Linked DNA regions of Zea mays: region 2 is linked to region 1. The links are chromatin contacts, called in public Hi-C maps. All regions are on one chromosome and are shown on one strand. The core of a region is the stretch at or near the end of the contact, and the rest is flanking DNA. Distances in the headings are between cores, read along the strand shown.

What was found. A called contact is a pair of places that touch in the nucleus more often than the background predicts.
Region 2: a contact with region 1 is called in a Hi-C map of bundle sheath, with 7 times the contacts expected there. The contact joins two enhancer-like sites. A contact is called at or near these places in 2 of 25 Hi-C or Micro-C datasets (bundle sheath and endosperm).

The regions. Positions count from the first base shown.
Region 1 is chr10:30,447,135-30,453,861 of Zm-B73-REFERENCE-NAM-5.0, forward strand. No RefSeq gene overlaps it. Among protein-coding and RNA genes, the nearest start is that of LOC100283010, 81 kb to the left of the region's middle. Within about 2 kb of position 3,472, at least 17 of the 20 cell types and tissues checked have an H3K27ac peak or open chromatin away from gene starts, as enhancers often do. A contact at or near this core is called in bundle sheath, where this site is marked.
Region 2 is chr10:31,014,256-31,020,982 of Zm-B73-REFERENCE-NAM-5.0, forward strand. No RefSeq gene overlaps it. Among protein-coding and RNA genes, the nearest start is that of LOC100274788, 110 kb to the right of the region's middle. Within about 2 kb of position 3,231, at least 18 of the 20 cell types and tissues checked have an H3K27ac peak or open chromatin away from gene starts, as enhancers often do. A contact at or near this core is called in bundle sheath, where this site is marked.

The DNA of each region.
Region 1 (6,727 bases), core at 2,222-4,721:
TGCAAAACTCCGATGATGATGTAATAATTTAAGACTCTTTAATGCATGGTTTTATGCTTTATTGTATTTGCTCTGTGACTCACCATCGAGTGAGATTGTGGTACTTGATCCTGTCAGTGGCCTTGTCGGACTAGATCCGAGGGATTGACGGATTATTCCCATTTAAGTGTGGTCTAGCCTCTAAGGCGGGACTTAGGCACTTAAGTTGGAATAATTCGGGCGGTTCCGCCACAGACATATGCAAGGGTTAAGTGCTACATATGTCGTGTGGTTGGAGATCCTCAACTGAGTATTAATCGATTCAGATCACCGTTACTTCTCGGACATGAAGACTTGGTCACTGACTTACACGTAGCAATCCAGTGAACTGAAGGGTTGATAAAAAGGCGGCTAGTATAGGCCAAGTGCTTGAACCAGGATAGAAATAACTCTAGATGCAGGTAACTTTACTTAACCTGACAATAAAACTGGATTTTTAAGGATCCACTATTAGTAAGCATATCTGCAAATAGAGTCTTTGATGCTTGATCAGCTTTACCTTGACTCCCTCAAGCCAGCATATCCTTGAGAGTCTTTTTATTTTGTTCAGGTAAGACTTGCGAAAGTACACTCCGTACTCAGGGTTTTCGAACCGATGTTGTTGTAGGTGAGGAAACAACAGAGTTTTCTTGTTTATGTTCAAAGGTGGTACCAAAAGAGGAGCCAAAACAGTGATCGTGCATGCGGGAGGATGTTTGCCTCCCAGTTTGAAAGCAATAAACTTTTGTGCGGGAGGGTGTTTTGCCTCCCTGGTTTGTAATAATACTTTATGCACTCATAGCACCCGTACTGTAATAATACTCTTTCTCTCTGTATTTTATGAATGTAAATTAAGTCATTGTAATCCGCTTCCGCTTATTATTTCCTCCGATGTGATGTAATGTCTACGTGATGGGTGAAGCGCTCTTGGGCGATATGATGTTGATACAGAAAACCGAACTTGTTGAGTGATTATGTGCATCTGCATGGTGTTCCGAGGTCCTTGGGACAAGGGCATCTGTATGTGGGCCTAATACATTGGGAGGTTCTGTCACAATAGTTTATGGGAAGAGCACATGCAAGACTCCCTCGTCTGACCGCCATCGCAGCAAAATCAACCCGAGAACCTCCCTGCATGCAACTCCCCTACTGCCCTTGCCCCTTTCGGGTAAGGTAGTCTTCCACTAGCTTTCCTAATTAGTCAGCCAAGGGCGTCCCATACCACCCTTGTGGTGGCACTGTTTTCCCGGGTGGTTCACCATGTTCCCATTAACATAATGATCTTATCATGAACAGTAAATAATAAACTGATAACAAAAGTGTGAACATGAGTAATGTTTATCTCTGTACCCAAAACCACATAAAGCAATAGCATATACTACCCAAAAAAATTCAGTGGTAAAACAAGGTATAAAGATAGCCAAAAATAGGGTAACCTATTGGATCCCATCAAATTAACGTATGCAGGTCATTATGATTAATAAGAACATGATTAGGTAAAAAGGAAGTGATCAAGGGCACAACTTGCCTGGGACTTGAGATTACAGGTACCAGGATGATCCTCAGATTCTCGTGACCTCACTGCTAGTCGTAGCAATATAAACAGACATGGTATAGACAAAATTAACATTACACCAAACATTAGAACAAACTGAATAATAATGATTTACGCGATGCTACGAGATCGTGGGATTGAGAACTACTAAGATCGGAGTTACGATTAAGGAGTTATGATTTTATAGAAGATCTGTGTGATTAAAATATTAAACTATACTATAAATTGGTTAATATAAATCATATGAGAGGTTATTCTATAAATAATTATCTCAACTTTAATCTAAGTTATAAATTGACCATAGATCATATTCTAGTAGATTATAATGATAAGTAGTTTAACGAGACCAACCAACATAAGTTAAATAAAGATCTAATTATAAAATAACAAGACATGGTATAATAAATGTTGTTATTGCATAGTAAATATTCATATAAGCTAAAGCAACTGGAAAGGTTTAGTTCGGAGTTATAGATTTTAAGTTATGAATTTCTAAAGATTTTATGTGTTTTGTACAAGATTAACTAGGATATAAATTTTAATGTGACTTTCATGTCAAAATAGTGGCACTAATTGATAAACAATAATATTATAAAATTATAGAAATTGGAATAGATTGATTTGGTCTTCATATGAATTTTCTATGAATTAAACCAATTCTAGCAATTATTTTTGCATTAAAAAGTATTTTCCAAATGAATTTATTTGATTTTCTAATTATCTAGACCGAGCGCATCATTACCAGAGAGTCCAGGGGCTAAACCATAAATGTTACGTAGACTCAGAACTCCCCCGCCAGGACTGCGGGTTATTTCCCTCAAAACCCAAGGTCTCTTTAGTAAAAGGTTCTAACCGAATGGGTGCGGGCTAATCCTAGCCGCCCGATTCACAATCGACGTTCCAGATTAGATCGAAGCCTCGCGAAATGGTACGCCACCCGAGCCCCAGGATCCAAGATCTACGCCCCGGATCCCACTACGTCTTTACCGCACACAAGCCCTCGGATGAGTCGCCAATGGCTCGGATTTAAAGTGTGAAGGGGTAGGCTCCCGCGCCTAATCTCAGCCGTCTACTCGAAGATCCATGGCTGAAAGACCCGTCTCCTACCCCGCGTCCCCTAGACGGCGGTGCCGGCCAATCTCCCGCAGTGGAGGAGCCCGACGAGATCCACGCCCGGCGCTACGTTCATCATTTACCCAAACTAAAAAGTGCTACACGAAGCGGGAATCGATGCGTAGCAGATTAGGGTGACATTACACGAAGCTATAGCGCGGGTGATACCGCCCACGACATCCATGCGGACCCACGGTGGTGACATACTCCAGCGTCAAATTCCTAACGCACAATCATCCCATTGCCTTCTCAAATCGATGCTACTTATCGCAGACGTGGAGAAGAAAGCTTGGAGAGGTTTCTCACCGGCAATTGGGCGGTGTTTAGGTCTGGCGACGTTGTGGGGTGTCTCTGCAGCTTCCGTGAAGTCCGTCAATGAACTCCCGTCGCCCCGGACTCTTCCCACGCCCAGCGAGGCCCCACACGCGATAAGCACGATCCTTCGAGACCTCAAGGGAACTCGCCAGAGCCTAGACGACGGTGTGGTCGAGTTGCCCGCGGCGGCGTCTTCAAGCTCTCCCTCTCTTACCTCCTAATCGGCCGTGGTGGTGGGCAGCTTTCGCGTTTTTCCCGGGTGCTGGATCATGACGCCGAGACAGTAACAGCCCGCAAAATTCAAGCAAGTGGGCGCTCGCCTGAGGTCTCGGTTGATCCGTTCGCAACGGTGCCGTCCGAGTCAAACAGGGAAGAAGACCCTACTGTCGAGGGGGTCCCACAAGCAGTGAGTGAGTGGGGCGGTACGCGCGTAAGCACGACCGGGTCCACGAGTCAGTGCCAGCTTTACGTACGCGCGCGCGGTGAGGAGTGAGGCTGGCGGCTAGGGTTTTGGCACAGTGGAAGCGCGCGCGGTGGAGAGTAGAAGCGGGACGGCGCGGGGTAGTGGGCCATGAGGAGCAAATTCGACCCATGCAGTGGAGGTGAACCTTTTCTTTTATTTTGTTTTCTGTTTTTTTTTCTATTTCTATTCCCATCTTCAATATTCAGATTTAAATAGGGGTTTCAAATTCTAATTTAATTGTAACATCTAGAATAACAACATGAAGGCAAAGTATATATTTTTATAGACTTATATATTTATTTTAAGTATTTTTGTTTCCTTTGCCTCCTCCTTTTCTATTTTATTTTCTATTCCCCTTTCTCTTATTCTCAAATTCCAAACTAAATTTAAATTCATGTTTGAACTTTGAATTCACAATTCTCTCTTGAATAATACTTTTGCTCTTTGAAATTTTATTTATTTATTATTTATTCTTCTTCCCACCATTTAATTCTAGCAATAGTAAATGACTTTAATACAATTTCCTTCCTCTTTTCTTTTTGAAGTTAAACATTCAAAGGCATGAGAAATACAGGAAGGTTTCAAAAATCCCTAAAGCGCGATTCTTAAATTTTTTATTTCATTATTATTATTATTATTGTTTTTTCCTACCAATTTTGGGCTTTACAAATCCTACCCCCCTTAACAGAAATCTCGTCCCCGAGATTTGAATGAAAAGGGATGTATACTCATATGGTCTCAACACATATGCACAAACAAAAATCTCAGCATGATGCATAGTTTATTAGCAACACATGGGTCAAATAGACCTTATTATTCCTCCTAAAATAGTATCATACCATCTACTAACTAAAGTAACATTTAGGTCTTACAAATAGTAGTATATATATATATATATATATATATATATATATATATATATATATATATATATATATATATATATATATATATATATATATATATATATATATATATATATATTTATGTAGCTTGGTGGAGCTGGTGGTGGTGGAGGTAGTGGGTGTTGTTGTTGTTATCTTTCCAACCGTGCTTGCCTTATTTCTTAAAGTATCTCCAGCCGGTCCTGACGTATTTCCTGGCGTTCTTGTCTTATCTGATTTTGCATTTCGGTAACTATGTTTGTCATTTGTTGTATTACCATCATTTGGGCAGCAACCACTTGATCGATTCCAACCGATGGAGGATCTGGAGGACTCATTTCTGTTTGCTGTTGCCTGATAGTCCTCCCTTCCTGGTATTGACCATCTGAGTTAGAAGCATATGGTAAAATAGTTTTTTAAGGAAAATTATTTGGTAGGCAGAACGAATAAGCTAGTAGCTGGTTATGGACTGAAGAGTCTTTGGCAGGGCTTAATCTATTGTTTTATATCAAGCTTGGGATAACTAGTCGTATAAGGTGAATATACAAAGGTAAAATAATATCTGTTAAGATGAGATAGATATGGGTGAGATAGACTTACATGGTGTAGGTCAAAATCTTGTTTGATGTTAGGTGAGGATAGACAGATTATACAATCCATCATGACTCTATGGGTTCGGTTAGCTCATGGTTGAGTTGATATAATGTGCTAAATTAAGTTAACACCTTAGAAGGGTCCAAGTTCTATTAATCTGTTTAAGCAGACCACATTGGATTAGATCACACTAGATCACATTAAATTCTATACTCCTATTTAAGAATACCATTTAGTTAAGCATATCAAGCTGACTTTACCTTTATGAAATTCTAGTATATATTTTTTCTAAGTGGTATTTCCAATTAGTATTTTTTTATATACCAAAAATTTTCATGCCATTAACAGGTGTGGCATAGAAAACAAGGGTACATCATGTTTTAGCTATTTGGTGAGTGTAGAGAAGGTTTGGGGGTAAAAGAAAGTTAAGTAAGTGAGATTTTTTTATTCCGGATGGTGGATCTTGTTTCATCTGAAGGTCTGTTTCTATCCATATCCTTCATTGTCGAGGTTAACCTTCTTTTTGGGTCTGATTTAGGGACCATCAGTCTTGGTGTTAGATACTATCATCCGAGTTGGGATAACGATTACGGGTACATGGGGTAGGTAGGTTGAACAGAGTTTTACTTTGTTTTTGGGATAAATGGGTTGGGCAAACTATAACATAGGGTAGGTCGTGGTTTCTCGGACGAATTGGTCTATGACACCAATATAGGTTTAAAACCCATTTATAGGAATATGGTCTATCTATGTTGCCAGTATTAACTGACTTGTTTAAGTCACTCCCTTTAGATTGGATCATATTATATTAGGTAGGGTCTAGATTAAATTGCATATAACTAGATTAGACTAGTTTAAGTTGATTAGATCTACCAGGGTAGAATAAATACTATTAGGATATGTTATATTCTTTTGAGATAGGATAAATTATATGGTGTAAGCAAGTCAGAATCTCTGTTAGGTTAAAACAGAGGGGTTATGCAACTATCGGGTGGTTAAGGTAGTTGCATATGGCCAGGTTGGACTAAGATTCCATTTTAGATTAAAACATATTTATAAGACTAGGATCCAATCTTATTTTACCAGTATTATCTGACATGCTTGTCCATTAGGTTAGGTCTGATCAGATTAGATGGGATCAAAATTAAATTGGTGTAATCAGATTAGACTAGATAAGATCTACTTATTTTATTTTGGAATAGATCATGTTTGTTACACTATTATGAGATAAGCAAAGTGGTGGGGATAAATATGCTTATTAGGACAAGATGAGTCTCTAAGAATAAGATAGAATCTTTTGAGATTAGTTAGATCTATTTGGATAAGATGGAAATCTTTTCGAGATGAGATGAATCTATTAAGGTAAGAGAGTATCTTTTAAGATAAGATGGATCTATTAAGATAAGAGAGAGTCTTTTAAGATAAGAGGGATCTATATAAAATAGATACACTTTAATGGAGGATAATCTAAGTTGTTTAGCTATCTCATGGATTTTATTTTTTATATTTATGCCTATATGTATATGTAGATGTAATTATGGACATTACTCCACGACTCATCACACTCAATCAAAGATCCAAATCAAACAAGCATCATAAGAACAAGCACTCAAGCGTATAGATACCTAAAAAATAGTTTTGTTTTTGGTTCCTAAGAATAGGTCTCCTATTCCTAAAGGTCACTTTAGGCACATGATTTCAAAAGTGTGAAATCCACATTTGTCTTTAGAAAGAAAAGGTAAGAATAATCAGAGTAAAGCGGAAATAGATGAGAAAAGATTAAGG
Region 2 (6,727 bases), core at 1,981-4,480, 570 kb after region 1:
CTGGTAACATGTGGCACTGGGGGCGGGTTTCTCCGAAGGTCAGTTCCAGTGGACTCTGCACAAGCTTTTCTTTATCATCATCAACCTTAACATAGAACCATTCCGATTTCCACCCTGCTGCCCATTTGCTTCGGTAGCTGATCACAGGATACTTCGTAGTTTTCCGATACGCAAAATTATAGCAACCAAAATTGTCATGTAATCCATCCTTTCTAGCCTTTGTCTGATAGTGCAGTTCATGAACTCGGCAAAAGCTGTCCGCAAACGGTTCCACCGCCTGGCTTCGGAGTGCCCAGATATAAACATTAAGCCTAACGATAGCGTTGGGGGTCAGCTGGTGAAAATAGATTCCAAAATTCTTTAATATCTCTGCAATAATCCCATGAAGGGGGAATCTTAATCCAGCCTTTAGGAAACTCTTAAAAATAACAATTTCATCTTTTTCCGGCTTTGGGGTAGTCTCTTCTCCCCCGAAGCGTAATAGCTTCTTTTGATTTTCAGTAAAATAGCCTGACTTTACCATCTTGGACAAATCAGCCTTCGAAACAGTAGATTTCCCGAAGTCCAAATGACTGGGTTTGCTTGGTGTGGCAAGGTGATAATCATCTTCGGAGTCAGTTTCCTCAGCATCTTCTCCTTCTGCTTCAGCGATTGCTTGTTCTGCATCATCAATAGGAGCCTTCTCCGAAGTCACTAGCCCGGATCGTCGCATGGCTTCGGAGATAGGGACAGTCTCCGAAGCATCAGTTTCGTCCCCCTCACGCTCAACCCTAGCGGTAGAACGGACTCTGGCCATTTAACTATGAACTTGTGAAACTTTAATACTTTTTTCTCCGAAGCAGGCTTCAAGAAGGAGCTTCGTTCAATTCTGACAAACAAGCTTCGGCGATGGTTAAGAATTTTGGCAGCAAAACAGTGCAAATAGCAGTAAATGCTGTGGTAACTTCACACCTACTCGTCTGTTTATATAGTGCCGCAGGTAAGAAGGCGAAGCGCCAGAAGTTTTACACCAGGCGGACACCCGCTCGCACTCGCTGAACGGTGGACCACAGAGACCGAACAGTAACTCTGCAAGGTGGGGCCGCTACGCGCAGGGGGAGTGAATCGTTTCTCGGCAACGAGCTCAGGGAAGGTGTTTTTTGGACCTTCGGCTCCCCGAAGCTTAAGAGACTTTTTTCACGGATCAAGCTCGTTACGAAAAACGATCTAGCACCGCGAAAGGGGCTACTGTTGGGTCTATGCTTCGTCGCCGAAGGTCTTCAAGGGAGAAGCGGCTTTATAATGTGTGAGCAGGTATCTTCGGACTTATATCAGAAAGGGAGAAGCTCAAAAGATACAAAGGTTGACACAGCGCCGAAGCTGTGAAGCAGGAAAGCTTCGGCATGTTCGCAGAAAAGGGAACCGACTTAAAGATGAAAAGGCCATTTAGACCTCGATAGAGTGCTATAGAATTATCACCAAATGTAAAGGGCATGTATGTAATTTTGTATGGGTTGTACCCCGTGCCTATAAATAGGTGAACAGTACCCCCGTACTATTCACGCTGACTTGGCATTTTGCTTTTGCGTCATCCTTGTATTTTCATCTCCTTCCAAGCCGAAGGTACATTTATAATTTGATATTGTTCTTATTTCTCTATGATGATATAATAAAGTTAAATGAATAATGTTATATGATTGTTCATACTATCTTTTATGTTTCATATGCTTCGTCTTTCATTAATATATACTTTGATGATGAAGGTTCGTCCTTCATGACCTTCGTCCGAAGATCGTTATATCCTAAGGGAAATAATGCTTCAAAGGACGAAGGACTTTATCGTTTAACATTCTCTGTGTTGCCTTGTTCTTAACTCATAGCATTTGAGAACAAGTCGCCAACATTTAGTTTCCTGTAGTCCACACAAAACCTCGAAGTGCTATCTTTCTTCTTAACCAACAACAACGGAGAAGCAAAAGGGCTTACACTAGGAACAATAAGACCATCCTTCAACAAAGTAGCCTCTTACTTCTCAATTTCATCCTTGTGAAGATGAGAGTACCTATAAGGCCTAGAATTCACTGGTACTGCTCCAGGAACCAAAGGAATATGATGATCATACACCCTAGCAGGAGGTAACTGAGTAGGCACTTCAAACACATCTCCAAACTCCTGAAGTAACTGCTAAAGATCCCCTGTTGTTGTACTCCCTGATATCCAGCCATCTCTTCCAACACCACTAAGGCCCAAATATCATTCCCCTTCACCCATTTGTGCAACTAGGAACCTGTCACATGCTTCACCTCCCCAACACCATCCTCCTCATCACCCTGCAATACTACCTGTCTTCCTTCCATTGTAAACTTCAAAAACTTTTGTTCCCAGTCACATTCCATAGGGTTGTGGTGTCTCAACCAATCATACCGCAAAATAGCATCAAAAGCACTCAAAGTTAAAATCCTCATATCCGTATGAAACAACTGTGCACCAGCCCACCATTCCAATCCTTTCACCATAGTATTACTGACCATAGTCTCTCCATTTGCCGCTTTGACTATCACAGCTGGACAAACTTGAATAGCCAACCCCAACTGATGCACCACATGCCTACTCACAAAACTGGTCGAACTGCCTGAGTCCACCAACACCAACATCAATTGTTTCTGCACTACCGCTCAAATCCTCATACTGTTAATACTGCATTGAAAAGGGTGATCTCATTAGTTGTTTTGTTTTCTACTTATCATCACATAGGAATAACCATACTTAGAGAGAATAAGTAGTTAAAGGAACCAAAGATAATTTGTGCATCATACTGGATTTTAAGTGTTTGTGCATTTAATAATAATAATAATAACACTAATAGGAATATAACCATGCTTTGAGATTTGGGTTGAACACTAGATTGAAATTTAGGATTTGAAAATAGAAATTGAGAAAAAGGAGAGAAAAGAAAGAGAGAAAGGATATAAAAATATAAATAATATATATAAATATATCTCCAAATTGGAACCTTTTATGGTGCAATATAATCTAAGGATAATTTTTTCACAAGTTTGAATTTAAACTAGAATTTAAATATGAATTCGGAAAAGAAAGAAAGGAAAAATAGAAAATAAAAAGAAAAGAAGAAAGAAATGGGAAACGTCTTCTCGGCCCAAACCTGCGTTCGGCCCAACATCGTCTTCCCTGTGTGGCCGGGCTGAGTGGATGCGCCGACAGTGGGTCCTGTGTGTCTGTCTCACTCGCACGCGCGCCGGTCCCCTTCACGCTGGCATGTGGGTCCATTCTCCGCGTGGTGCGATTCTCCTTTTCCCCCCTTTCTCGCGCCGACAACGTGGCCTCACCTGTCAGCACGCTTGCTCATCGGTTTCAACAGATCGCGCGACCTGCACGGCTAGTCTTACGGCGGAGCTCACCGCCCTTTTCCCCTGGGGGAGCTGGACCACATCGCAGATTTTGCACGCCTGGGCGATAAATGCGAGCATCGTCTCTACGCGACCCCTCTCACTCACAATCGCCTGAGTCGTCCCGAAACGCTCACCGAGAGTCACGCCATAGCCGTGGCCGCCGTCGTCGGTTTGCTTTCTCACCGTTGTTGGGAGCCAATTGGGTGGTGCAGGAGAACCATCTCAGGGCGGCGGAAGCATACGTGGCACCTGCGAAGGAGAAAATACCATCATGATCGCGGAATTCCTCGTCGAACTTGGGATCTCCGCTGAGTTGTTGCTCCACCACGGCCATCGACAACCGAGCTTCGGTCCACTGTATGGAATGCGTCAATCGGTCCGCTAAGTTCTCCTGTTTGCGCTGCGCTTGTTGGACGCTAGAATTAGGCCTTGGGTCACTGGGTGGCTAGCTCCGGTGAGGAGCGCGGCCTCCGCTTTGGGCACCACCGTGCGGAACTCGGTGAGGAGGAGGAAGAGTTTGCCCTGACCATTTGATTCGAATGAGCAGTGGAGATCAAATCGCCGTCTCTAATGATCTGGAGGGAATCGGTGGCGTCGGATGAATAGCGGGTTGTCCAGATTAGAAAGGCCATACCCCTTCGTATAATGAGACCTAGACCGTCGATCACAGATCAGATGGTTGTAATCACGCGCTAGTTCATAATAACGTGGTTAGATCTGGGACGTCGTTTCCAGATCCTATGGTTGAGGGGAGAGCGGGTGACTTGTCCAGGGCTAATCTAATTAGGGCGCCTCATTTCCGATCGGACGACCGAGGGATCAAGATACCCCTTCGTCGAGCCTGTTTTGCTAAATAGACCCTAGGAATAGTAGTATTCAACCCGTCGTCCGCTGTTGCTATTCACTGAGTCCTGGGAAAACTAAGGATTAGCCCCTACGATTTCTTGAAATTATGCGCCCAGTCTAGAGATCAGAGGGATTTGATAATTAATAACATAAATTGATTTTTAAGGTATAAATAAATGCTAGAACTTATTTAATTTGTAGAAAATTCATACTTAGTCAAAATTAATCCATTCTAGTTCCTATAATTTAGTAATTTTACTGTTTATCACCTAGTGTCTCTGTTTTGACATGAAAACAGTAATGAAATTTATTTCTTAGATAATCTTGTATCAAATACATAAAACCTTTGGAAATTCATAACTTAAAATCTATAACTCCAAATTTAATGATTCTTTTTCCTATGATCTCATTTTAATATGTAGATTACTAATGTGTATTTTGTTTACGTGGTTGGTGTGATGTTAATTTCTCCTTTATACTATGTATGTTTGTATTGATGCGAGTAGACGAGCAAGCCACAGAGGATTCGGGGGTACAGCAGGTGGAGACTGCTCAGCAGGAGCTCGTTGAAGGCAAGTTGTGCCCTTGATCACTTCCTTTTTACCCAGTCATGTTCTTTTTAATCATAATGATCTGCATAAGTTAATTTTGATGGAATCCAATAGGTTACCCTAGTTTTGGCTATCTTTATATCTTATTTTACCACTGCATTTTTGGGTAGTATATGCTATTGCTTTACGTGGTTTTGGGTGTAGAGATATACATCACTCATTATTACACTTTTTATTATCAGTTTATTATTATTGTTCGTGATGAGATCATTATGTTAATGGGAACATGGAGAACCACCCGGGAAAACAGTACTACCACAAGGGTGGTATGGGACGCCCTTGGCTGATTAACTAGGAAAGCTAGTGGAAGACTACCTTACCCTATAGGGGCAAGGGCAGTAGGGGAGTGGTCAGTGTGGGGAGGTCCTTGGGTTGATTTTGCTGCGATGGTGGTCAGGCGAGGGATCCCTGCACTAGAACTTCCTATAAACTGTAGCGAGTTTTCTGAAGCTAGTGGAACTTTGTAAAGGCCTCGTAGTGGTACCCTACCTCGCTTCCTTGGTAGAGGTATATGGGGTCCGATCAACCCCGTGGCAAATGGGTAACACAATTTGTGGGTAAAGATGCACAACCTCTACAGAGTGTAAAACTGGTATACTAGTCGTGCTCACGGTCATGAGCAACTCAGACACTCACATGATTAATTTATGGAATTAAATTCAATTTGTCATTTGCATCGTATTGGGATTATTTTATTATTATTACTTTTATTACTAAGGTTTGGTATTTACTTACACTTAGTAACTGCTAATAAAATTTTGACCAACTTATAAAAGAAATTCTCAGCTTGAACCTTTATTTTATTTATCAGTCTTACACTTCACATGAACTCCCGCCTTTGGTGAGTTCATGCACATGATTCCCCACAACTTGTTGAGCGATGAACATGTGTGAGCTCACTCTTGCTGTCTCACACCCCCCATAGGAGAAGAACATGTGGTTCAAGAGGAGCCGCCTAACGAGGAGTTCGACTTGATCTAGGTGGCGTCTCCGAGTCAGTTTTGTGGCGCCAGGGAATAATATTTAGTTCGCTTTATTTTATCATTTATTTTGTAAGACTTCCGCTATGTAATAAGTACATTTATGATATTTATGACATTTATCTCTATGCACTCTATTATTATATGTGTTGTTCTTCCTTGGCGCACATATGAGATGCACCCGACTTTATCCCTTAAATCCGGGTGTAACAGAAGTGGTATCAGAGCAAATGTTGATTGTAGGACAAAACCTAGATAGAAATAGACAAAACCATTACCTACATACCTTACTCTGATTCTGTCTACACTTATCTTGATCCTGTCTCACCTTCTACTGTTCTACTCTGATTACTCTTATTTTTTCTACTCTAAGACAAGATGGATTTTAGACCTTGGAATCCTACATTTATGACCTTTTAAGAGATAGGAAACCAAAGACAAAATTAAAACTATTTTCTTTAAAAATGTTGGTTGATTGTTCTGATGATAAATGCCTGATTTGCTTCTTTAATTGATTGACTCAGTATAGCAGGGCATTTTATCATGTACCGCCATTAAGTAATGTATTAGCTTTAGTAGGTGACACACTTAGCTAATAAAACCCCAAGGTAACATGCTTCGTAATTAATTGCCTTGTCTATAATCCTTTCTTTCTTACCATATGTTTCTAACTCAGATGGTCAATACCAGGAAGGGTGGTGGAATTGATCTACCCCCCAATCGATATAGTCGGAGAATATTCAGGCAACCACAACAACAACAAGCTGAGATGGATCCTCCAAACCCTCCACCAGCCGGAGCTGATCCTGCAGTTGCAGCCCAGATGCGGATAATGCAACAGATGGCAGATACCATGGCAGACATGCACACACAGATGCAGCAGGAACGCCAAGAGATGCGC